Regions from separate parts of the Mus musculus genome. Here all the other regions are linked to region 2. A link is a contact called in public HiChIP or PLAC-seq and promoter capture Hi-C data. All regions are on one chromosome and are shown on one strand. The core of a region is the stretch at or near the end of the contact, and the rest is flanking DNA. Distances in the headings are between cores, read along the strand shown.

Region 1 (4,161 bases), core at 294-2,793, 250 kb before region 2:
AGAAACACTATAAGCATGCAGGCCGGGGGTGGGGGAGGGCACCACAAAGCAAACTGAGTTGTGGATTCAAATTTGCAGTGCTATACCTGGGGAGGGAAAGCTGATCCAAAAACTTGTTCCATAGATACCAGCTCAACAACCTGGTATATAATATACTCAGCACAACACTGTCTTGCTCATGAGCACAGCAAAGACAGCCATATTAACCAGTGCTCTGCATGTGTGTGTCAGACCCATGTGTGGAGAATGCCTGCCAAGGGTTGCTGACCAAGGTTTGTAAGGAGCCCGCCTCTCCCCTAAGAAAGGCATCCCTGTCACATACTGACCCAAGATGCACTGCCCTGCTGCATAAAGAACTGGCTGTCAGGTCACTTGTTCATCCTGTATACCACTGACATTCCAAACTAGATTCATCCAGTTACCTCACTAAAATCTTTAAAGCCTGGGTGAGGCAGAGACTAGTTCATTTTCATGGAAGTAGAGACCAGGTGAACTGCCAGGAAGAGGGATCTACCTAGAAAGAGCAGTTTCCAGTCTATAACCTATTGAGCTGCCTTCAGGAAAAGCAGTGTGCTCCACTAAAACATGCTTTGTTCTAAAACGCCACAGTGACTTTTTTTGTTTGTTTGTTTTGTTTTTTCGAGACAGGGTTTCTCTGTGTAGCCCTGGCTATCCTGGAACTCACTCTGTAGACCAGACTGGCCTCGAACTCAGAAATTCGCCTGCCTCTGCCTCCCGAGGGCTGGGGTTAAAGGAGTTCGCCACCACTGCCCGATAGACACGATGGCATCTTTTAAAAAAGAAAATAATATGTTTATGTTCTTTGATAGCTACACAACTTCCAGGAAAAGTTAAAAGCCAGTTCTTTGTGAGCATCACACGACTGCCAACTGGTGGCAAGAATCCATAGCTACACGTAGTCTCATTCAGGAACAAAGTAGCTTCTGGGGAGGGAATTAGTGGACTTCAGAGGCTAACCACAGCTACTATCTCTCAGTCTCGATTAAAACCATTCATCAGCCTGCACTCCGGTCAAGAACTTATCACTGCCTGACACTTGTAATCCTTCTGCTTTTTTCCTCTGGGTCCAATACATTTTGGACAGTTGGAATTCAGGGCCTGAAGCGATGCTATGGGACCTATCTTTGTGAAACCCCAGGACACTTGGTTCGAGCCTGGAAAAGTGAAAGAATCTCCAGGAACAACAGTCTGAGACTCGGTGTCCTGAATGTCGGAATGCACGCGTGCGCGCACGACCCGAGCCTTTAGTACCAGGAACTGAGTCTGCGGGACGTTGCTGTTCTCTGTCCCTCGCGGGCCCGGCAGTCACTGCTGTCCCCACTCGGGCCTGAACACCCGCGCCCCCGTCATCCCATCACCCGGTCGTCCAGCTCGGCAGACACTCACGCTCTGCTAGCATCGACATTGTCTCAAGTTTGTCGAACGCTGCCTCTGGCCTGACGCCCAGCGGTTATGAGGAACCTGAAGCGCGGTTAAGGAAGAAGCCGGCTCGGAAAGCACGCCGGGTGGAGAGCTTCGCTGGGGCGCGTACTACTGACGTCACCACGCGCGACTCGCTACCAACTGCATGAAGCGGAGGGGCGGACCCGCCTTGGGGGACTGAGGCACAGATTCTTTCTAGGGCTGGGGCAGAGCTGGTTCGTGCGCAGTTCGCAGTTTAACTCTGAAAGCGGGTGTGCAAGCAACCTTAGAGTTGTCCGGGGTTCTGTGAACCATGGGTACATTTAAAGAGCTGGAGAGACGGCCGAAGAGGAAGGTATTGGCACTGGAAGGGACCTATGCTCTTCACACTCTACCTCTGCCCATTGTGGGATGCTGAGAGAGGAGGGAGGGAGGGAGAGAAGGCAGAAACAGCCACCTAGCTGGCAAAGTCAAATGAAACACCGTGGTTTTGTGCTTAACGGCCGGCCGAGAAATGTTAACTCTTTCGTGGTCTTCGCTGTGACAGACTTAAATCCCAGAGGCCTTTCCCAGTTCCATCGCTCTCCCTGGCATTTTTGCTCAATGCGTCCTGTCACATTCTGTTCCCTCTTTTTGCTGTCCTGTCTCCTCCAAAGGTGTGACCTCAGCTATCTCCCACGCTGTTTATTTGCCCTTTTTTCCTCTAGCCTCTCCCTTCAACGTCCCTTTCTTTGTCAAGGCTTCGACTTCCAAATAGACCTTAGCTTTTCTCAAATCTTCTTTGTTTAGCCATGCCTTCAGCACCGGCCAGTGCCCTTACCTTCCAAAGGCTCTTCTTCCCTCGTTTTGTCTTTCCTTAGGAAGGTCACATCCATTTTTCATCAGACCTAACAAGATACCATGTAGACCCCCGATGCACTCAGGGCAACTCTTCTATGATGCAGTGTGCTGGTGAAATAGGGCTGTGCTGGAGGACCTGAGAATCAGGCATGACTGTCACGTTTACCTACCTGTAAGATGAGGACATTGATAGCCCCCAGCCAAGAATGATTGTGTACTTGACCACCAATTATTAACAAGAAAGAAGAGGCAGTAAATGTGACCGTGTGGCAATGGGGCTGGGTCTGACCAAATCACCTACTTAGGATATCTGGGCTTTGCCCCAAATCCTTTCCCTTTCCCTGGGCCAGGGTTCCTGTTCTAGATAACCAAGCCCAAGCCCAGGTAAACGGTGAGCTTTAAAGAAGGAGGGCACACAGGAGCATTTCCTCACATTCAGTGAGGACACCAGCTTTGATGTATGACCCCTCACTCCTCTCTAAAAGATCTTTACAGGACAAGGCAGATTCACCAAAGAGTAGAATTCCTGGTGAGTGTCCCTGGATCACAGCATCAGCTACCTTTGAAAGTCTTTGTCCTTTGTTTGTTTGAAAACATCTTTGGGGAGCATCGTAAACTTCTATTGTCCATTAACCCCAGTTTAAGAAGAATTGGAGGAGCAAGTGTGGAGAGGACAGAAAGGAAAGTATGCAATCCACGCAGCCCTGGAGTCTGAAGCAAGTTTATTAGGGCACTGTATGGAACCTGTTTCTATCCTGGCTTTGCCTAGAGCAGAAACTAGTCTTGGTGATTAAAAAAAAAAAAAGTAAGCTAGTAAATTATTTAATCATTGTAGAAATAAAAGGCAACCGGAAAAGTTCCTGAGACTGTCAGTGTGAAGTTTAGCATGCATTATGTAAAAAATATTCTGTAGCTGTGAGAGTGAAACTCCTGCTCTCTGCTAAATCCTCAGTGATTCTCCGGGAAGAGAGCAGGTTGACATGATTCATTTGTGCCTTCTACCGTCATTCCTCTTTCATTATTAATATTGGCTAATGGGGCTCGGAATTCAGCCATGTGTAGCCTGAACCTGACTGAGCAAGGGGTCGCCGTATCCTTTCCTAGAGCTAGCCATGGTGTGCTGTTCCCAGGAAGAAAGACTGTGCTGAGTGGAATTCCCGAGTGGAATTCCCGATTCAAGGTGACTTTTTTGAAACATCAGAGGTAAAAAGTAAAAGTTGTCACAGCTCAAAACAGAAAAAGAAAGATGGGCAAAGGGAGAGGGAGGTTAGAAACGGGAATGGCTCAATCGATGCTTGTCTTGTCGTCAGAAAATATGCTCATGCTTGCTTCTTTACTACACAGAATGGCCAGGGGCTGATAAGAGGTCAGTAACCTCCTAGGGATGGGGTGCATGGCAGCAGTTGGCCCTGGTAGCTTCGGGGATTGTTAGCAATAGTCCCTCCCACAACTGGCAGGGACATGGAAGCTCAGAGAGAAGAGCAGACCCACTATAAGGAGACTAACTCATGGGCTGAAACCTTCACCCCCAAGGAGATGGGATGAGGAAGTGGTGCCTTTAAGGGTGTGTGTGCATGATCATGACCAAGGAGCCTCAGGATGGGATTGGTGCTTTTCAGAGAGAGAGAGAGAGAGAGAGAGAGAGAGAGAGAGAGAGAGAGAGAATGAGAAGCCAGATGTCCTCTTCTCTCATATGCTCTAAGAATGCAGCAGCATGACAGCCTCTGGTAACCAGGAATCAGCCCTCATAGAAACCAAATCTGGCAGCCATTCGACCTTGGACTCAGCCTCCAGGACCTTGAAGGATAATTTTCTGTTATTTATAAGCCACTTTAAGTATTTCGTTACAACAGCTCAAATGGACTAAGACAGGCAAATTACACATTGGCACAGAGCAAC
Region 2 (4,041 bases), core at 791-3,290:
CAGGGAGATAAACAGAGAAGGCAGTGAGCTAAGGATGGAATCAGGAAAGCAACCAGTCAGTGTGGTCAGACAGAGAAGAAAGCCAGCTGGTGAGCTAGTGAGGTACCAGGTAGTGGGAAAGGAAAACAGCGAAGCAGCCAGTGAGGTACCCAGTCAGTGGAGTAGCCAGTTGGTGAGGTAGCCTGTCAATGAGGGCAAGACAGTAAGACAGTCAGTGAGGCAGACCACATAGGAAGGCATATATATGAGTCTGGTGTAAACAGGCAATCAGTGAGGTAGCCGGGAAGTGGGGGAAGACGGTGAGGCGGTAAGGTAGACAAGGAAGGCAGTTGGAGAGGCTATGATGTAAACAGTGAAGCAATCAGTCAGCGAGGTGGACAGTTAATGAGGTAGAAGGTGGGGTAGCTAGTCAGTGAGGTACTCTATGTGCTTAGACAGTGAGGCAGACAAGGTTCCTTGGTGAGTGGTTTTGAGAGATCAACCTGACACACGAGGACTTTACAGAAGCAGGGGAAAGGGCCTTGAGGCCAAGCTTGCATCTTGGATGTAAACACAAACCACACAGAGGCCTGGCCGTTAAAAACAGAAATAGGTGCTCAAGTGGCTCAGTGATTTTCCAGAGGTGAGAGTTAACAGCAAACGCTTGCTGCCACTAGATACCATCTCATTTTTTTTCCCTGTCACTGCGAAAAGGGCACATCTATTCCGGAAAGAAAAAAAAAGTCATTTTTTTTCCTTCAAGGAGGGCAGCGGTGTGGAGCAGCGGTGTTTGCAGGGGCTGGGGCTGCAGGAGGAGGAGGGGCGTGAAAGGAAGGAGTGCTTTAAGGAGAGGCAGCTAGGGTTTTTCCACAGGGCCCCACACCGGCCACTGCAGAGAGAAAACAGGAGTGGGGGGGGGGAGGAAATGTCCCTCGGGGAGGATGGGGGTAGGGGGGAAGGCCAAGTGCAACCGGCTGAAGGAGGCCAGGTCTCCTCCAGGATGCAAACGAGCGCCAGTTACCTTGGGACACAGCGGGGGGGGGAAAGGGGGCAACCAGGATGGAGGTCTGCAGAGGAGAGGCGGGAGGGTAGAGGCAGGGTCTTCTCCAAGTGCAACCCAGGGACGGAGATGGACAAACAGCAGGACCTAGGGCCTCCCCCGGGCCAAAAGGCGTGGCCAGGCAACCTATAGACCGTCCCGAGATGCTAAGACAGCGCACGGCTACCCCCGGCTCAACCTAGCCCAGACTGTCCGAGGGGCCCGCGCGCGGCCGCAGCCCCCGCCCCCAGCCCGCAGTGCTCTTACCTCCACACCTGCCCCATCTGCAGCAGGTGGATGACCGACTGCCAGATCCACACGGAGAGGCGGCACAGACGCTGCGCCCCCGGGGTGGCCGAGCCCCCCGCACCCGGGCCGCCGCGGGCCGCGCCGTGGCCGTAGCCGGCCCCCATCATTGGGGGTCCCCGGCTGCTGAGCCCCTCCACGGCGCCTAGCCCGCCGCCCGTGTAGTCCTGCACGAACCAGCGGAAGCTCAGGCTCTGCACCAGCAGCGACGGCACCAGCACGAAGAACAGGGTCAGCCCGAAGCAGCCGTAGTCCCCCTTGCGGTAGTAGTCGAGGGCCAGCCACAGGTCGGTACCCACGTCCCCGAAGAACACCAGCAGCGCGAGCACGATCCACAGGCAGTCAAGCCACGGCCGCTCCACCTGCGGCGACGCGGGCTGCGGTCGGCCGGCCGAGGGCGTCGGGGGGTGGCGGCCGGCGGCCCCGGGCGGCTGCAGCGGCTGGTCCCCCCCGTCGGCGGCGGCGGCGCTGCGGCGCGGCTTCTTGCCCAGCAGCGAGCGCAGGCAGGCGGAGCGGCAGCCCCAGTAGCACGAGGAGGTGTTGCAGCAGTGGCAGATGTGCAGCGAGCTGCTCTCGCCGGGCTCGCTGCCGTCGCCGCCGCCGCAGCCGCCTCCCCCGGGCTCCCCGTCCTCCTCGCCGCTGCCCACCGCCTCGTCCAGGTTGTGCAGCTGGGCGAAGCCCACCCCCACGCCACCGCCATCGGATTTCGCCGCCATCTTGACTCTCTTCCCAGCTCCGGAGGTTGGGGGGGAGGGACGGGTGGGGGGAGAAGGCAGGGACCGGGGAGGGGGGGAACGAATGGAGAGGAAGGGGGGCGGGGAGGAAGCGGGGAGCAGACGAACGGGGGGAGTGGGCCAGGGAACCCCCTCCGCTTCCGGGCGGGCGGCGTCACTTCCGGGCGAGCCCCCCAATCGCACGGCGCCCGCAGCCTCCTGGCCCTACCCTACCGGCCAAGATGGCCGCCCTCCTGTGCCTCAGCTGCTGGGCGGGGGGCCGGGGGGTTCTCCCCGCCAGGGCTCCCCGTCCCCTCTTCCGTTGACCCCGAAACCCATCAGGTTGACCCCTCGGCGTTTCAGAATCCCGCTGGGTTGAGTGAGACGGTCCAAAGTGTTCCCTGGAGGAGGCAGTGCCAGACGTTTTGGGGTCCCCTTCCTCTGCGTCGCAGCTCTCAGCTTTGCTCTGGGAGAAACGCCCCCTAACACCCTCCCGGCTGCGGGCAGAGGGGCGGGACCTTTGAGGGAAGGGGAGGAGCTAGTGAAAAGCAGGTGATTACTTGTCACTTCCGGGAGATAGGATGACCTCATTGTGTAGTTAGACACCCCCCTCCCCCCCACCAAAATGGCTGTGTCTCACCTCTGGCTGGATAACCCCCCCTTCATCCGTGTTAGTTTCTTATTTTGAGGGGCTCTAAAAATAATGACATAAGTCAATAAGAGTCCACAAACTTACTGATTCTCACTTCTGTTTAGACATCTTTCATCTTTATTGACCCCCTAATTTTCCTGTCACTTGATAACTTTCCCATATTTTGTAATAAAGTTTCCAACTTTCCCTCAAGAAAATTCTAGGCAAAATTTAGCTAGAAATCAGCCTGGTTGCCTCTTTCCTGTTGTAGCAAGAACTAAATGGGCATCTTGTGACCTTGAGTGTTTTCTGCACAGTCAAACATGTTTTTACCTACTTTTTTTTGTTTGTTTTAGCGTGATTTTAAAACTCTCTAAAGACCTTCATTTGGGAAAAAAAAAAAAAAAAAAAAAAAAAAAGCTTTAAGCTGTATGTATCAATTACTTGTTCAGGCAATTTGAATGTGTGAAACTTGTCTTTGCCAGTGTTTTGGGGGGTGCTAAGGCTCTGTTAGTAAACATGGCTTTAAATGAGTGAAAATGTTATTAATGTGCTATATCATTAAAATAGGTGCAGAGTATTTGAGCTTCACTAACAAATTGTATAAATGAGGCAGCACTGAATGGATTTGAATTACAATGCTCTTTCAGTGGAAGACAGCAAACTACTTAGTTGTTATTGATGAGTTATTTTAAAGAAGTATTTTAAAGAAAAAGTGAAAAAGAAAACACTGGAATTTTCTCATCAACCTCTGTAGATTGTTTTTATCCAATTTTTTTCAGTAATCTAAGAATGGCAATAATGGGTTTTTTTGTTTTGTTTTTTGTTTTGTTTTTTTTGGAATGCTAACAAGACAAATAGGTAATATGTTTATAGCATTGAGGTTCTGAAGAAAAAAACTACTTTGACAACTTATGACATTTAACCCTATAGGATCTACTTCAGTTTCTAGAGTGACTGGGAAAGAAGAGAATACCCTATTGCAGAACACAAGTTTTCATGAGTATATCATGCCAAGATAAAATGTATAAAAACTGAAAAACTATGTAAAGAATTTTACCCATACATTACAGAAAGTGATTCTAAAATCTACTTTGTGAAAGAAATCATATAACTGCATCTTTTACTTTTTGCTATAGTTTAATCCTTTTACTTTCTATGGTAATAAAACAGCACTAACAGGTAAAATATTATTTCTGCATATAGGTGAAAGACTGTTTCTTTGCTGGAGTTGAAACAACACCTTGGGGGCTGGAGAAATGGCTCACAGGTTAAGAGCACTGGCTGCTCCTCCAGAGGACCTTGGTTCCCTTCTCAACACCCACATGGCAACTCACAACTGTCTCTAATCCAAGTTTCAGGGGACCTGGCAT
Region 3 (3,666 bases), core at 36-2,535, 150 kb before region 2:
AAACACAGAACTGGGCATGAATCCTACCCACAGGCCTTCACAGTCTAAATATCAAGATCTGTGCTCTGCAGGGGATGGAAACTCTATAAATAGCAGAGATGACATCACCATCTTCCAGCCTGTTGCTGTTCAGCTGTCAATTATTTTTAACAGAGGTTACAAAAATTAATAGATGGTGGTAAAACCTATAGCATGATTTAACAATAAATTCATATTCTATCTTTTTGTCTGCCTACTTCTGTGTGACTCTCTCTCTCTCTCTCTCTCACACACACACACACACACACACAGAGAGAGAGAGAGAGAGAGAGAGAGAGAGAGAGAGAGAGAGAGAGATTTAGTGCCAATAGATTTTAAAGGCTAATTATTAGAACAAAAAATCCATGGATCTGAAAATCCATCCCCTGACTCAGCCAAGGCTCTTATCTTTAGTAAGCCCTTAACATATGGTTCATGCAGAGGGACAAATGTGCCCCTTTGAAACACTACATGGGGTGCCTTTAACCAAGGTCTCCACTTCATTGTATCATGAGAAAATCAGGGTTTGACCTTGACCTTGAACCAGCAACTGCCTGTGAGGCTTTAAGTGAACCTAGTAACGTCAAAGGCATTCTCCTCTCTCCCATTCCATCATAGAGGGAGACATGAGTAAACACCAAGAAATGGATCTGGATCTAGAAACCTTCATTTGTCATTAACCTTGAACAAATCCCTTGACCTCCTCCATCCTGCTATCATGAAGTGACTGTGCACCAAGCCAGTTCTGCATCTGGAGTGAACGTCTCCAAGGGAGCTCTTCCCACTGCAACTGTGACATAGGAGATGGGAGACAGTGTTGGTCCTCTGGGTACCCCTCAAGACACAGGAAAACATTACCAAACAGAGCCTCATAATTTCATTAAGTTTCTGATGGAACAAACCAACCCCCATGGCAACCCGAGGTGACCAACCACCTTGGAAGGTCACAGAGCAACTGCATTTCCCGGGGTCTAAAGGTTCTTTACATGTCTTGGGAGAATAAACGTCTGACCTCTGCTGGAAATAACAAGGAAAAGGAAGGAGGAACTGGGAAACAGAGGGGCTATTATTTTTCAATGTACATATGTGTATGTACATTTATATAAATAGCAACTGAAATGGAATGGAGGATGCTTGCTATTTTAAGGCTAAGCTCCAGTAGTAAAGTCATCTCCCAAGTGACGCCATTTACTGGCCGTGCGCCCTTGCATCCAGGCGAAGCTGTGCTGCTTTCTATTCCAGTCACATCCAATGCCTCTTACCAAGCCATCCGTCTTAATCAGCACCTACCACTTGCAGCAGCAGCCCGGCAAGTGGGAAGCCAGGGCATGGGGACTCGAGGGTAGTGGCGAGAGGTGACGTCATGGAGGGGGAGGTAAGAAAGGCAGGCCGAGAAAGAGCTGGCGAGGAGGGGAAGGCAGAAGGCCAGCCATACTACACTCCTGGGCAGCTCCTCCATCTGTGAGCTCGGATGCTTGTCTCAGTCGGGTGGCTGGTGGGTTGGTGAGGCAGCCTAGGGCATACATCCTCAGGAAGATTGTGATGACACCCTGTATGGTGCTGAGATCAGGGACCCTGCTCCTATGATACTGATGCAGGAGACAATGGATGGGTGTAGCAGGATAAAAGCAAAAGCTGCCTTCTGAATCTCCTCCCTGCTCTGCTCCTGGCCTCTTGACTCAGCCTTGTCTCATCCTTGTTGTTTTGCAACCCTAGCCCCAAGCACACTGGACCCCTGACCTATTCAAACCACCACATGCCCTTCTAGAACGTTTCCCCACAAATTGCAACCATCTGACGGCCCAGCTTTTTCAAAGGTGCCCTTCCTCGTTTGGTTCAGCTACACAGAATCACAGGCAGCCTCCGTCACTGAGTGTGATTCCCAGAGTGAATCCTGCCGCTGCTGAGCCCAGGTCAGCAAAGCCCCAGTCATCCATATCACAGGTTCTAGAAACTACTCCACACTTCATTTACCTGACCTCACTAGATACCACACCCCCTTGGCTGGGACCTGAATACCTTTTTTTTTTTTGGCCTCTGGGTATAAATTTCCAACCCTTTGCCCATACTCACAAGCAAAGCACCCACACCAGTGCCATGCACTCACACGGCAGTGGGCCCTAAGTACCAAGCCCCTGGGGAAATCCACTCCAACTTCAATCAATCCTGATTCAGTTTGAGATGTCATTTCACCTGCAGGGACAATCTCTGTAGAGCCAATCCCCAGTCTGGTCTTGTCTCCTCTCCTGAAGAATGACTCAGCTGTATCTTCTGCAGTTTTAAGCTCTTGTGTGACTCAGGAGGATTTGGGCTTGAAGTCAGTGAGGTCTGGCTATCTCAGAACTCAGGGTTAGTGGGATACCCACAGAAAGAGTTCTGGCCAGAGTTCTGGTAGAGGATGCTCTGTACTGTGTTCATGTCTGACCACCACCGGGTCACAGCTGCTCCGGGAATTAAATCTGTGACTGGCAACATGATCAGTAACTCTGAGTGCTTTTCTGTCACCTTTGCCTGACTGTGCTGAGGTTCAGAAGCTGGTGGCCATCAAGTGTCTACCCTTCACTCATACCTGGAAGGCTCCTCTTAACCAGCAGAATAGCCACAGAAGGGAAACCACCCCATCTACAGATGACGAGTCTCAATTCAGTGAAATAATAGATACAAGAATGCCAATAAAGACTTGCCTGATTCCAAGGTTTCAGACTCCTCCTCCTTTCAGCCTAGGAGAGAGACATAACAGCAGAAACAGAGTATAGTTTCATAAAAGACATCTCCCAGGCAAGGCTACCTCACACGTATGATGGATACATAGAGGCTGGAAGTCAGCTTCAGGTGTGAGATGAAAGGTCAGCCTCAGGCGTCCTCTGCAGCCATCCACCTTGTTTTTGAGACATGACCTCTCACTGGAATGCCAGGCTTGCTTTAACACTAGGCTATCAAAGATCAGCTTATCCCAAGCACTGGGATTACAAGTGCATGCTAACATGTCCCATCTTTAGTTTTTTAATTTGTGTTAGTTGCAGAGATCAAACTCAAGTCTACATGCTTGTGTGAGAAGCACGTTACCAATGGAGCCATCTTCACCTCCCCGGTTGCTCACATCTTAAGAATTCCAGGACAGTAACCAGGACTGCAACATCAGCTCACCTGCCACCTAACATCTAATTCCCACACCCGAGTCCTGCACCAAGCCAGGAGCCAGGCTTTGGGGAATGCTAATATTCAAGGAGCCACATGGGAATATCAGCAAGGATTCGAAGAGATCCTGTTTCCATCACCAGGACTGCATCAAGCAGGGCCGGGAGTTGGTGTCTCTACACACTCCTCAAGCCCTGTATGGGTCTGAGACTCGGATGAAAATGGCTCTTATCCAGGTCTGCATGCTGGTCAGCAACTGAACCAAAGGCAGCAGGGCAGGCTGGACACTGGGAGTAGGAAGGGCGGCCCCCAGGCCTGCAGAACATTACGAGGAACGATGTCTATAGATGTTATACATGTTCCCTGGTGCAATAGGGGCGTGAAGATTATGGGGATAGCCGATTGTTTTCTGACTGGATCTGAGTTCAGCTCCACCAGAGGTGATTCATGCCTGGTACTGTAAACTCGGTCAAAAAAACAATCAAATAAACAAAGACAAACAATCAAATA

The links. HiChIP or PLAC-seq counts read pairs in DNA pulled down with a chosen protein or histone mark. Capture Hi-C pulls out chosen DNA fragments and counts their contacts.
Region 1: a promoter capture Hi-C map of pancreatic islet shows a contact between it and region 2. The contact joins the promoter of Pinx1 here to the promoter of Xkr6 in region 2. A contact is called at or near these places in 2 of 39 promoter capture datasets (embryonic stem cells and hippocampal neurons), 3 of 484 Hi-C or Micro-C datasets (cerebellum and embryonic stem cells) and 1 of 9 other capture datasets (pancreatic islet).
Region 3: a contact with region 2 is called in an H3K4me3 HiChIP or PLAC-seq map of forebrain, with 4 times the contacts expected there. The contact joins the enhancer-like site here to the promoter of Xkr6 in region 2. A contact is called at or near these places in 5 of 39 promoter capture datasets (the 3T3-L1 cell line, 3T3-L1-derived adipocytes, the HPC-7 cell line and 2 more), 8 of 484 Hi-C or Micro-C datasets (the N1E-115 cell line, cerebellar granule neurons, cerebellum and 5 more), 11 of 115 datasets of contacts at active chromatin or transcription factors (embryonic basal ganglia, embryonic forebrain, embryonic hindbrain and 6 more) and 3 of 9 other capture datasets (embryonic stem cells, liver and pancreatic islet).

What each region holds. Positions count from the first base shown.
Region 1 is chr14:63,857,694-63,861,854 of GRCm38.p6, reverse strand. It overlaps Pinx1 (PIN2/TERF1 interacting, telomerase inhibitor 1), which reads right to left and starts at 1,543. Exons shown (of 7, transcript NM_028228.3): 1 at 1,408-1,543. The coding sequence starts at 1,426.
Region 2 is chr14:63,604,529-63,608,569 of GRCm38.p6, reverse strand. Xkr6 (X-linked Kx blood group related 6) reads right to left here and starts at 2,040. Exons shown (of 3, transcript NM_173393.2): 1 at 1,286-2,040. The coding sequence starts at 2,040. Gm15918 (predicted gene 15918) reads left to right here and starts at 851. Exons shown (of 2, transcript NR_167937.1): 1 at 851-1,611.
Region 3 is chr14:63,754,065-63,757,730 of GRCm38.p6, reverse strand. All of the region lies in intron 1 of Xkr6 (X-linked Kx blood group related 6), which reads right to left. Among named protein-coding and RNA genes, the nearest start is that of Gm36218, 14 kb to the right of the region's middle. Within about 2 kb of position 1,285, at least 35 of the 459 cell types and tissues checked have an H3K27ac peak or open chromatin away from gene starts, as enhancers often do. A contact at or near this core is called in cerebellar granule neurons, cerebellum, cerebral cortex and 4 more, where this site is marked.